Regions from separate parts of the Sus scrofa genome. Here region 2 is linked to region 1. Evidence: chromatin contacts called from public Hi-C data. All regions are on one chromosome and are shown on one strand. The core of a region is the stretch at or near the end of the contact, and the rest is flanking DNA. Distances in the headings are between cores, read along the strand shown.

Region 1 (4,932 bases), core at 444-2,943:
AATAGAAAGTGGTTTTGTTTTTGTTTTTTGTCTTTTTGCCTTTTCTAGGGCCCCTACAGCCACATATGGAGGTTCCCAGGCTGGGGGTCGAAATCAGAGCCATAGCCACTGGCCTACGCCAGAGCCACAGCAACGCGGAATCCGAGTCGCGTCTGCAACCTACACCACAGCTCACAGCAATGCTGGATCCTTAACCCACTGAGCAAGGCAGGGATCGAACCCACAACCTCATGGTTCCTAGTCGGATTCGTTAACCACTGCGCCACGACGGGAACTCCAGAAAGTGTTCTATTAAATAAAGTTTTTAGCAGGAGACCCAGGCAGAAGCATAACACTGGGATAAACAGATTTCACTTCAAGCAGTTTGAACAGGGCGTCAGTGACGTCATATTAGAAAATTTTCAAACCTGTACACGGCTGAAGTTACCGGTAACAGAGGCAACTCTGAAGTGCTAGATGATAACCGTCATCAAACAAATCAACACACTCGAACTACTCCACCTTAGCGAGAATCTCGCTGATCATTTCAAACTACGCGTAACTTGATGGAGGAAAAAAAAAAAAAAAAAAAAAAAAAAGGAGGGGGGCGGGCAGTTCTTCCAACTCCCTTCACTCTCCGCTCCACGGAAGGAACCGAAGCAACACGTGCAATATCACAGTCCCAACACAGTCAGCCACGCTGATCACCAAGAGGGGCGATTCTGGGCTAGAATCAGGCTGGGAGTTAAGAAGCAAGGAGAAGAAACCTGGAGAAGAAAGTTAAAACAGAAGCAGGAAAGGAGAGCAGTGTGGGATCGAGAACTGCGGTCCTATCAATCCTACTGGCGAACAAGGAGAAACATCCCTCGGATGCAGACTAAGATCTAGAAATGGATCTTCTACTTCGATATGAGTTTTCCAGGACTCAGTCCTGACTGGACCCTCCCCGCCCAAAGCCACCTGATGCCTCCCTTTGGAAGGGACGCCTAGGTGAACCAAAGGGACGCTTTTCAGGTGGTTCCAGGAAAAATTGTTAGGGAACTCCCGGAGCTGCTAAGTAGAGAGTAGCTGCGGGTCGCTTGCAGGGTATCTGCGAGGGGAGTGGCCAGAGGCAAAGGTGAATCTTGAGGGCTGTCTCTTACCTGCCGCAGGAGCTTCCACCGGGCTGCAGCCAAAGGTGCCGCGACTACGGGTCCCCGAGCGGCGCTACCCCTTGCCGGATTCTCGTTCTTGGCGCTCTCAACCTGGCCGGCCTCGGCGTCTGTGACTCGAGGCTCCATCCCGCTGGAGCCGCCTTTATCCGAGAAGCCGCAGCCACAGCTCTCCCCTGCCAGGACCTCGCTACTTTTTCTCTATCAGGACCTGTGACGCTAGGCCTCCCTCCCACTGCCCAAGCAAGAGCGCCCTCCCCAAATCCTGCATTTCCGGCAGTCACGTCTCCTTAGCAACCAGGGCAGCGCGGCTCGCGTCACTGCACCATTTTGCTGGTAGCCATCTTTAGTGAGGGCAGACTGGAGCGTGAGGGACCTGTGACAGACTTGATAGGACACTACCCCTCTTTGTTATCCTCTCCCCTGTTTCATCTAGAGGTCTGAGGACTATCAAAGAACCAAAAGGCTTATATCTTTGAGGGCTTAAGAACCCAGGAGGAGAAAAATTCATCATTGACCACAGTAAAGATGGCGGAACCTGCTCAGCGCTCGTGCTAGATGGGACTTACGTAGACGGCGTGCTGCAAACCAGCTCCCGGCGCCTCTGGGTAGGTTGTTCCGCTAGCTGCAGAACGCAGATTTCGGCTGGACACGACGGTGCTTGGAGCTGTGCTGCTTTTCTGAGAGCTTCGGGTTCTCCGACCTGGCTTTCACTCGTTTCTGTGTCTAGAGCAAGACCGACTTTAAATTTGCGTACGTATTGGGAGGGAGGTGTAGGCTGAGGGTCTTTTCCCTTCATCCCTTCTGCCCCCCACCAGCCTTTCCAAGGCTCTTGGTCCTAGCTTTTTGATTGATGTCCCTTCACTGCGTGGCATGTGGTACCACTCCCTTTCGCACTCAGAACCCCTCATCTCTCACCTCATTTCATTTCTGGGGTGGAGAGTTGCATAGGGAAAACAAATAGGTTCTCCCAGGAACACCCATTCATCTACCCCACCCCCATCCCTAACCCTGCAGGTGAAAGATGGGTGGATTGATGCTGCGGCACGGATGTAGTGATTTAGGGCCTATTTTATTTTATTTGCTTATTTTTGTTAGTGTTGTTCCTGTTCCCCTATTGTAACTCTCCCTTCTGAGTCTCTTAATTTGCTGCGACATAGAAAAAGATTAAGAGGACCAGGGGCGTCTTAAAGGATCCGAGCTGTGCTAAAACTGACGCAGTATTGTACCTCTGATACCGAGGGTCATTTTGTGGAAGAATTCCATGATGACATTCAACAGTGTGCAACGTACATAGGTTTTTTTTTTTTCCAATCCTAAAAATAGTAGCCAAAAATAAAATAAAAATAGTTTATCGAGTGGTAGCTACGTGCCAGGTATTGTATTAAGATCTTAACTTTAAATTGTCTCATTTTATCCTTAGAACAAGTACTCCGTAGAGTAAATGGGTCATTATCTGATTTGCAGATGAAGAAACTAGGCACAGGTGGTAAGTGTAGAAGTGAAGCCCTGAACCCAGGTTTCTCTGACTTAAGTACTCACTAGCCTTACTTTGTTAGGTTAATAAGAACCAGCTTCCTAGAAGAAAACAGAGATGGTGGCAAATTTCATTTGTGAATCCTGAAGTTGTTGTTGTTGTTGTTTAATTAAAGAATTAAACACCTTTTTAATATTAAAATTGTTATGACCAGATAGACTTACTACTTACAGCCCAGGTAACTTGAAGCAGTTACTTAAACCTCCTTGAGCCACAGTTTGCTCACCTGTAAAATCAACACTGTTATAGCTATTCTGTTAGGGTTCTATGACGTTTAAATTGGACAAAGTATATAAACACATCTGGCACGTAGCAAATACTCAGTAAATACTAACACCTTCTCCTCTACCTTTTTAAGTAATTATGCTTTTCTGGTTTATTCTCCATATACATACCAAAGATAAGTTCTGAGTTATGTAAAATCAAAGCTAATTTGCCTTTTAAAACCCTCAGAATTACTGAGATGCCTCTATTAAGTCTGTGTACTTGTTTGCAAGTTTTTATTTTGTTTTTTTTGTTTTGTTTTCTGCCTTTTTTTTTTTTTTTTTTTTTTTTTTTTTTTAGTTTGTCCATGTGTGTACCAGAATCAGTGCTGCATAGTTTGAGCCTGATAGGATCGACTTTACAAATAAGACCTCTAAGTCACATCTGCCAAGAAGTATGATTGGAATGAAACTTTAACTTACATGAGTTTTCAGATATTTTTAACCAGAGTTATCAGCTGTCTGTAGTTATTCCTAACCTGAGGGGTTCATGACCCCAGTGGCAGAGGAAAAGAACTACAGATCTTAGATACTCTGAGAACCCACTACTGGGTAAGCATTCCTAGGAAATCATTCATGTGCTGGCAGTCCCAAAGGGAGCATAAACCAAGGACTTTGATATCATGCGGCAGAAGAGCAAATTATTTTTCCAAGCTTTGAAATATAGTATTCCTCACCTTGGGAAATGCATGCAGAAACAGCACTTGAATCACTGTAACTTCGCTGATCATTATTACAATAAAATAAAATTGAAAAAATATCACCTAACCAAGTGTCTGCAGAATAAACCCAGGATATCAGAGTTAGCAAGAAACATCCCAAGTCGGAGCTTCTCATGTAAGGTATGGACTGTTTAAGTTATCCTATTTGTCAGCCATTAAGATTAATTTTAGTTTAAAAATAATGAATCGGATATCAGTTACTAATTTTCTCAGTAGTTCTTGTTTGATTTTTTAAGTGTTAGGCTCAATTGCCTGTAATCATATGTAAGTATAAAAGAATATATGTAATACGTGTTTATAGAGCTCTAAGGTAACAAATATAAATAGATTTATCGAAAATGATTCACCTTAGGAATTCTTTTATTTTTCCTTCTTTTTAGGGCCACTCCCTTGGCACATGGAAGTTTCCAGGCTAGGGGTTGAATTGGACCTGTAGCTGCCGGCCTACACCACAGCCCCAGCAATGCTGGATCCTTAACCCACTGAGTGAGGCCAGGGATCAAACCCCAGCCCTCCTGGATGCTAGTCTGATTTTGTCACGGCTGAGCCATGATGGGAACTCTAGGAATTCTTTATTGTGCCTAGCAGTGCAATTCAAAGTATAATTCACCATTCTAAAATTCCTAGACTATCATAATAGCTCTTAGTAAAATCTAATAATATGCTGATTGTTTTATGAATCCCAAATTAGTAAACTTCAGTAAAGACCATGTAATTGTGATACTTCTCTTTAAAAAAAAAGATTTGCATTTTTGACCACTTGTGTCCTTTAGGAAGATGCTTTCAGACCATTGTACACTGGCCATATCCCAGGCTGTGAGCATGACCTCAACCTTGAGGACCTAGTGCCCTTATATGTAGAATGACCATGTATTCTAGGTTGCCTCAGACAGTCTCAGTTCACACCTGTTGTCCCTGTGTAATGTGTAATTATTAATAGTGTCCTATTTCCTCTCAGAAGTGTCTTGATTAGGATGGTAAATTACATGCTCATCCTAATTATTTGGGATTAAATTGTTTATGATGCTGCCTCTTTGATGCACCTCCTCTACCCTTATATTTGCTATGTTTCTTACATTCCTTAAATTGGATGTGGGAGTGATAGTCTTGCAATATTTTAGCATATGTTTTTATTATAATATTTTAATTTGTGGTTTTAATTGTTCCACACAATATTTTTACTTCATTTTGACTTTATTTTTATTATCGTATAATAATAATATATATAACAAAATTTGACATTTTAACTTTTTCGAAGATTAGTTTTTTATGAATGTATG
Region 2 (5,618 bases), core at 1,903-4,402, 220 kb after region 1:
TTTAATTTTATTAAGCTAAGTATTACCTGAATAAATTTTGCTATTCGAATTTTAAAATTTAAGACATCTTAACTCAGAACTCTGATACCATCCGTTGTTTCCCAACTATTTTTGCTTAAAATCAGTCAACTGTGAAAGGCATATTTCACCAAAAAAAGGAAATACTATGTCATATTTTACTAAGTTAATTTTACCCACTTTATTAATATCTTATGAAGGACTACTACAGTGTCAGAATTATACTATTTTACTATTTTCTATACTAGATAATGTCAAAATGTACTTTAAATGAATTGTATATAATACACAAATGTTCATATAATGTAGACAACATGTATAACTAACACCAATGAGTGTGGGGGAAAAAAACATTCACTCCCAGAAGCATGTGCAATCAAAGAAATGTTTACCAATCCCTCTACAAGGGCATGTTTGCAATCCTTCCAATATTGGCTCAGCCAGTCTTTAATGAAACTCCACCATTGCTAAATACCACTATGGCAAATTCTACTCTTCCAAGAATACCAAGAGATAGTCCATCAGCATCACATTTTCAATTAAAAGACCCCATTAAAAAATGTCTAAGAAAGTAAACATTCAATGAGAGCTACTTTTTCTGACCTCAACTTGTGAATCAGGTGTTCTTAGAAGCACAGCTGTTCAGACACTACAGCATTCCTTCAAATGATGTAATCCTAAGGGATTTGGTAATTATATGTGAATTACTAACAGAAAAGAGTATTTACTAATCTATCAGACAAACTGAAAAAGTTTTCAACTATTCCTGGAGCCTTCATAGAAATCAGACACCCAGCATAAGAAAATAGATGTTGAAAACTCTACTAGTCACTTTTAAGAGAATAATCACAACATGAACAAATTCAAAGGATAATGTACAAGAAACTGGGGAAATGTTAACTAACGGGTAGGAAAGATCAAATAAAAATACTATTCCCATGTTGACAATGCAATATAAAGAATCACTGCAGAAACTGTATTAAGACTTTATAAAGAGCAAAAATAAACGAAGAGGAGAAAACACAACTGCCATAAAAAAAAAAAAAAAAAAGACACTGAAAGTAAGAAGTACAGTAAAAACCAGGATCATCCCTGAAAGAAAATCTGTTGACTAATAAAATCTGTTCTAAATACTAAATAAAAGTTCTATTGAAAGAATCCATTGCTCATTCAAGAAGCCTACTTAATTATTCTTTTTAAAAATTACCATTTTAACAGCATAACTTCAACTACATTTGTTTCTAGCCTGCACACTTGGAGAAGACTATAATAATTAAAATAACTTGTCTCATTATTTAGAAATGCTCTATTTAAAAGTAGGCCAACAATAGGAACTTTGCTATTGCACAATAGAGAGAGTAAATGAAATAATGTCTGTTAACACTATTGATGGCATGTTTCTCCATCTCCTAGAACATACTGACTTATTACACTGACTACCCTCAACAATTCACCACTTCTACGTCCATGCAGTAGCACAAATAAAATGAGTTCCTGTGTTAATCCCATAATAAACCTCGGTAATTCTCACATCACAGGAGTTGTAAACGTTTGTTAACAGAAAAAGAATGTTTTTCCCAAAATAGCTACATAACACTAAGACTACTCACATTCCTAAATAATCCTTTTACAAGACTCCCGCCAACTTTATTTTGATACATTAAACATGTGGAGCCTATTTTAAAAGGTCTTTAACACTGACTTCATCAAAACAGCTTCCTAGTTGTTCTTCTGATGTCTTCTTTCTCAAGTTTTCAAATTGTTTTTAAGCCAACTTGGATACTGATGAATGTGAGCCTCTATGAAACGCGAAAGAAGCCTTTTGCCAAACAAGATGGGCAAATGTTCTAGATCTGCTCAATCTGACATTAGAGGTCATGCGACTTGAAATATGAAATAACCATTTCCAACACTCCTTGAGCCCTTCATTTTAAAAATAACTTTAGGGCTATTTTCACACTCTCTGTTTAATAATATTTTTTAAAAGGATGTTAGGCTCGGTTAAATTATAAAAAAAAAAATCGATCTGGCACTTAAAGCTGGTGAGTCTATTCTTCATGAGCTTCTGGTAGATCGGGGATACTGACGATAGCAGTTTCATTTAAGAGCTTCACTGGTAAAAAAGAATGACATTCAAAAAGGATAGCTGGGGAAGGCAAGGAAGAGAAGCCCGGAGTGGGCTAAGAGAAAGAGAAACGTTTTAAAGTCACTAAGGAGGAAAGAGGTAGTAAGACGCATAAACAGAAGAGCGAGAAAGATTTAACAAGGAAGTGAAGTAGAGCACAGAGGGCAGAAGCTAATGAGGAAAAGGTAGTGTTTTCAAATAGGCATGCACCAGGAAGGGACGAGTTAAGGCCTGGAGTAGCCCCAGCGCTTTCAGGTGGAAGAGATGCTCGCAAAGAACAGGGACAAGCAGTTTACTCCTAGGCGTTGAAGCAAACTAAAATTCCCTGCCCCAAGCCTCTCCCAACCTCGGCCCAGCGCGGAGGCGGTGGCTGGGGAAGGGGCCTAGCCAGGAGCCAGGCCCGGCGTTCGCTCCTCCGGGCTCCGCGGCCAAGGAAAAGAGGCGAGGATTAGGCGGGCAGAGGTTCGAGTCGTGGCTCAAAGGTACCCCGAATACGGTCCAGGGCCTTCGCGGTGCCTGGGAGCCGTTTCCCCTGCGGCGGGGCGCCCAGCGGCCTTACCTGGGGCGAGGGAGGGAGGGAGGTCTAGGGCGTCCGCTCGCGCCCGCCGCAGAGTCCCCCTGCTGCACTGAGCCCAGGCTTCCAACGGAGGCGCGACCCTGCCTCAGCCGACGGTTCCCCCTCGGGGTCTCGGCCACCGCCTCCGCCGCCTCCGGGGCTGTTTACACCGTCGGGCCCCGCACGCCGCCGCCGCCGCCGCTGCCGCCTTCTCTCCACCCTAGTGCCGTTGCCGATTCGGCCGCCGCCACCTCCTCCGCCGCAGCCTCGTCTCTCTGGAGCATCTTCCAGCCACCGAACCCTGAGAAACAGAGACTCCAGCCGCGCCGGCAGGAAACTCCCCCGCAACTGCTAGGGGGACGAGGCGGTCAAAGCACCGGCGGCTTTTCCGCCATTGAGCAGCAGCCGCTCCGCTCCTTCTGCAACCCCCTCCCCGCTCCCCGTTCCTTCCCCGCCCCTGGGCGAACCACGCCCCCAGCTCCCACCCACTGCGATGCCGCGCGGCCTCTCGCTGTACCCAGTTTGCTGGCAGGCCCGTCAATCAGCGCCCTCCCTCCCAGTTCCACAGCCCCGGTTCCTCGCTACTTAGTTTTCCCCGCCTACAATGCCCCGCCTCTGGGTTCCTAATTTCCCATTGGGCACCAGTGACCACCTTCAATTGGCAAGGTCAACTATCCATCAAACACCGCCCACTGAGTGGGACCCAACCTTTCTTTACCATTTACTTTATTCAGCCCCGCCTCTGCTATACCTCCCAGACGCCAGGGACCAACCCACCCTAACAGCCATAAGTAGAGACCGTTGTCAATCAAATAACGCCCACCTGCGCCCCGCCTCTCAAAGCCTGAGCCCTAACGATTTACTTTTCTTATTGGTCCAAAGGGTGGCCCAAAATCTCAGTCATTGGCTTTCTCTACATGTCTGTCACGGACCAATTTCCAAGTCCGTCACACCGGCTTTTTTTAAATGAACGCGCAAAAGGCGGGGAAGTATTCGAAAAGCGATTGGCTGGTCTTCGAAAACGGTCAAACCCATAGAGTCTGTGCGGACCCTTCTCGTTCAGTGAGGACCGTGCCCCTTTATTTTTGACCTGTAAGCCTTGCGTAAAGCAAACGCCATAAAGGAGCCAACGGGCTGTCCAATTATAGGTGTGGAGGCCTAGTCCCGCCTGGAATTGCAGGGGGTTGGCAGCTGATTGGCTAACAAAGTCCTACTAGGCCCTCATTGGAGGATATAAACGCCTCTCTTAGGCGTAAAGACTGGAAGGGATGGTGCAGGCGAGGACAAGAAGCGATCTAGGGAGAGGCGGTTGTTTTGCTTCAGCCGGCGGGTGGGGCGCACGCGGGAGAGGGAAACTCAGAAGGCAGGGCTCTGGAGGAGGGTGGGTGTTGCGGGGAGGGGAAAGGCCCGGATGTTCTCTAACAATGAAATCATCGCTGACCAATCAAAGCAGCTAAACTGGTATACCTGCCTGACCTGTCCCCAGAAGGGAAGAGAATGAGTTAGAGAGCGGGAAATTTTGGAGAGGCCAAAAAGCAACGTGAGAAAATGGGACAGGTGATTCCCTTGAAGATTCTGTGCTATTAGGGGTTATTTTATTCCTTCTAGGCCTGCACTGCCTGGCCTTCAGCCCTTGACATTTACGTGTTTTGTTTCACAGTCAACGTTGGTTTTAGAAACTCTCGGCCTAGTCTTTGATCTTCATTCGCTCTCACAGTTATTGAACGCCTGCTATTTGCCAGGCTCTGTACGTCGAGATGAAGTACACCAATAAATTAGCTATAAGATGATGGGTGCTATAACTGAAACGTGGAAGAGACGGCGGTTACCTAAAGGAGCTTTCCTACGAAGGAAGGCTTCACAGAGATACAGGATGAGTCTAGGATGAATGATTCAATAGGCAGATGAGGGAAGTGGACATGATCCCTCCAGCAATTGCATTAGACTAAAAGGCACTGCCAGGTTAATCTGCACTTCCACCAACCCCAACAAGAGAAAGAAAACTAAAGTGTACTGAAGGCATTCTAATACCTTGATCCATTTTTTAAAGCTGTTAAATTTTTCTTTAATATAACTGATGAAGTTAAATATATTTTAATGCAACAAAAAATTATAATGGGGAGTTCTCTGGTCGCTCAGAGGGTTAAGGATCCTGCATTGTCACTGGGGTGGCTCAGGTTCCAACCCCGGCCAGGAACTTCCATGTACCCTGGTATGGTCATTTAAAAAAAAAAAAAAATAAGTGTGAGTTCTCTTATGCCTACAAGAGATAAAATGTGTTACTAATAAAGTGCCGCTGGATTAGACAATGCCATTTCAACTATTTCCTTTCTGGAAAAGAGGACAATAGTAGTGTAAAAAACACAAGAGTGCCTATTTATAGTAGGCAAAAAAAAAAAAAGTCTTCTCAAGAAAGATCACAATTATGACATAGGTTAAGCTGTATAGTCATCACTGAAAAATGTTCACATCCAGAGTTTTTAAAAAGTGCAGTCTTGAACTAAGATAAACTTAAGTCTACCAATACCAAGACATAGTTTTAGGGACTTTTTATAGGTAAAGGAACCTCTCTTTCAATTGTAAATTGGTTTCAACCTGTTCTAAGGAGAGAGGAATAGTGATAAATGGTTAAGTTTGGCAACAAGTATGTTTTAGGCAGATGAAAGCATAATATGCATTACCGTATGATGCATCTTTCACGTAAGGAAAACGTGCTAATGAGATGTATACAGCACTTTTCAGGCACTTGACCTCAACTGGTAGTTAGGTTTGATGTTCAGATGTTTGTTTAATGAAAAAACATTAAATTATGTAGGACTTCAAGCCATGTTCCCACAGAACATCTGTGTTCCATAAGCTAAATCCACATGTTTCCTGCTAACATCAAATAATGCCATATACTCAATTCAGAGAAAAAAA

What was found. A called contact is a pair of places that touch in the nucleus more often than the background predicts.
Region 2: a contact with region 1 is called in a Hi-C map of skeletal muscle, with 5 times the contacts expected there. The contact joins the promoter of PPM1B here to the promoter of PREPL in region 1. A contact is called at or near these places in 4 of 47 Hi-C or Micro-C datasets (alveolar macrophages, heart right ventricle, liver and 1 more) and 2 of 2 datasets of contacts at active chromatin or transcription factors (alveolar macrophages and skeletal muscle).

The regions. Positions count from the first base shown.
Region 1 is chr3:96,090,621-96,095,552 of Sscrofa11.1, forward strand. PREPL (prolyl endopeptidase-like) reads left to right here and starts at 1,694. Exons shown (of 14, transcript XM_005655233.3): 1 at 1,694-1,883. CAMKMT (calmodulin-lysine N-methyltransferase) reads right to left here and starts at 1,408. Exons shown (of 10, transcript XM_021088302.1): 1 at 1,122-1,408. The coding sequence starts at 1,259.
Region 2 is chr3:96,314,126-96,319,743 of Sscrofa11.1, forward strand. It overlaps PPM1B (protein phosphatase 1B), which reads right to left and starts at 3,153. Exons shown (of 7, transcript XM_003125179.4): 1 at 2,703-3,153.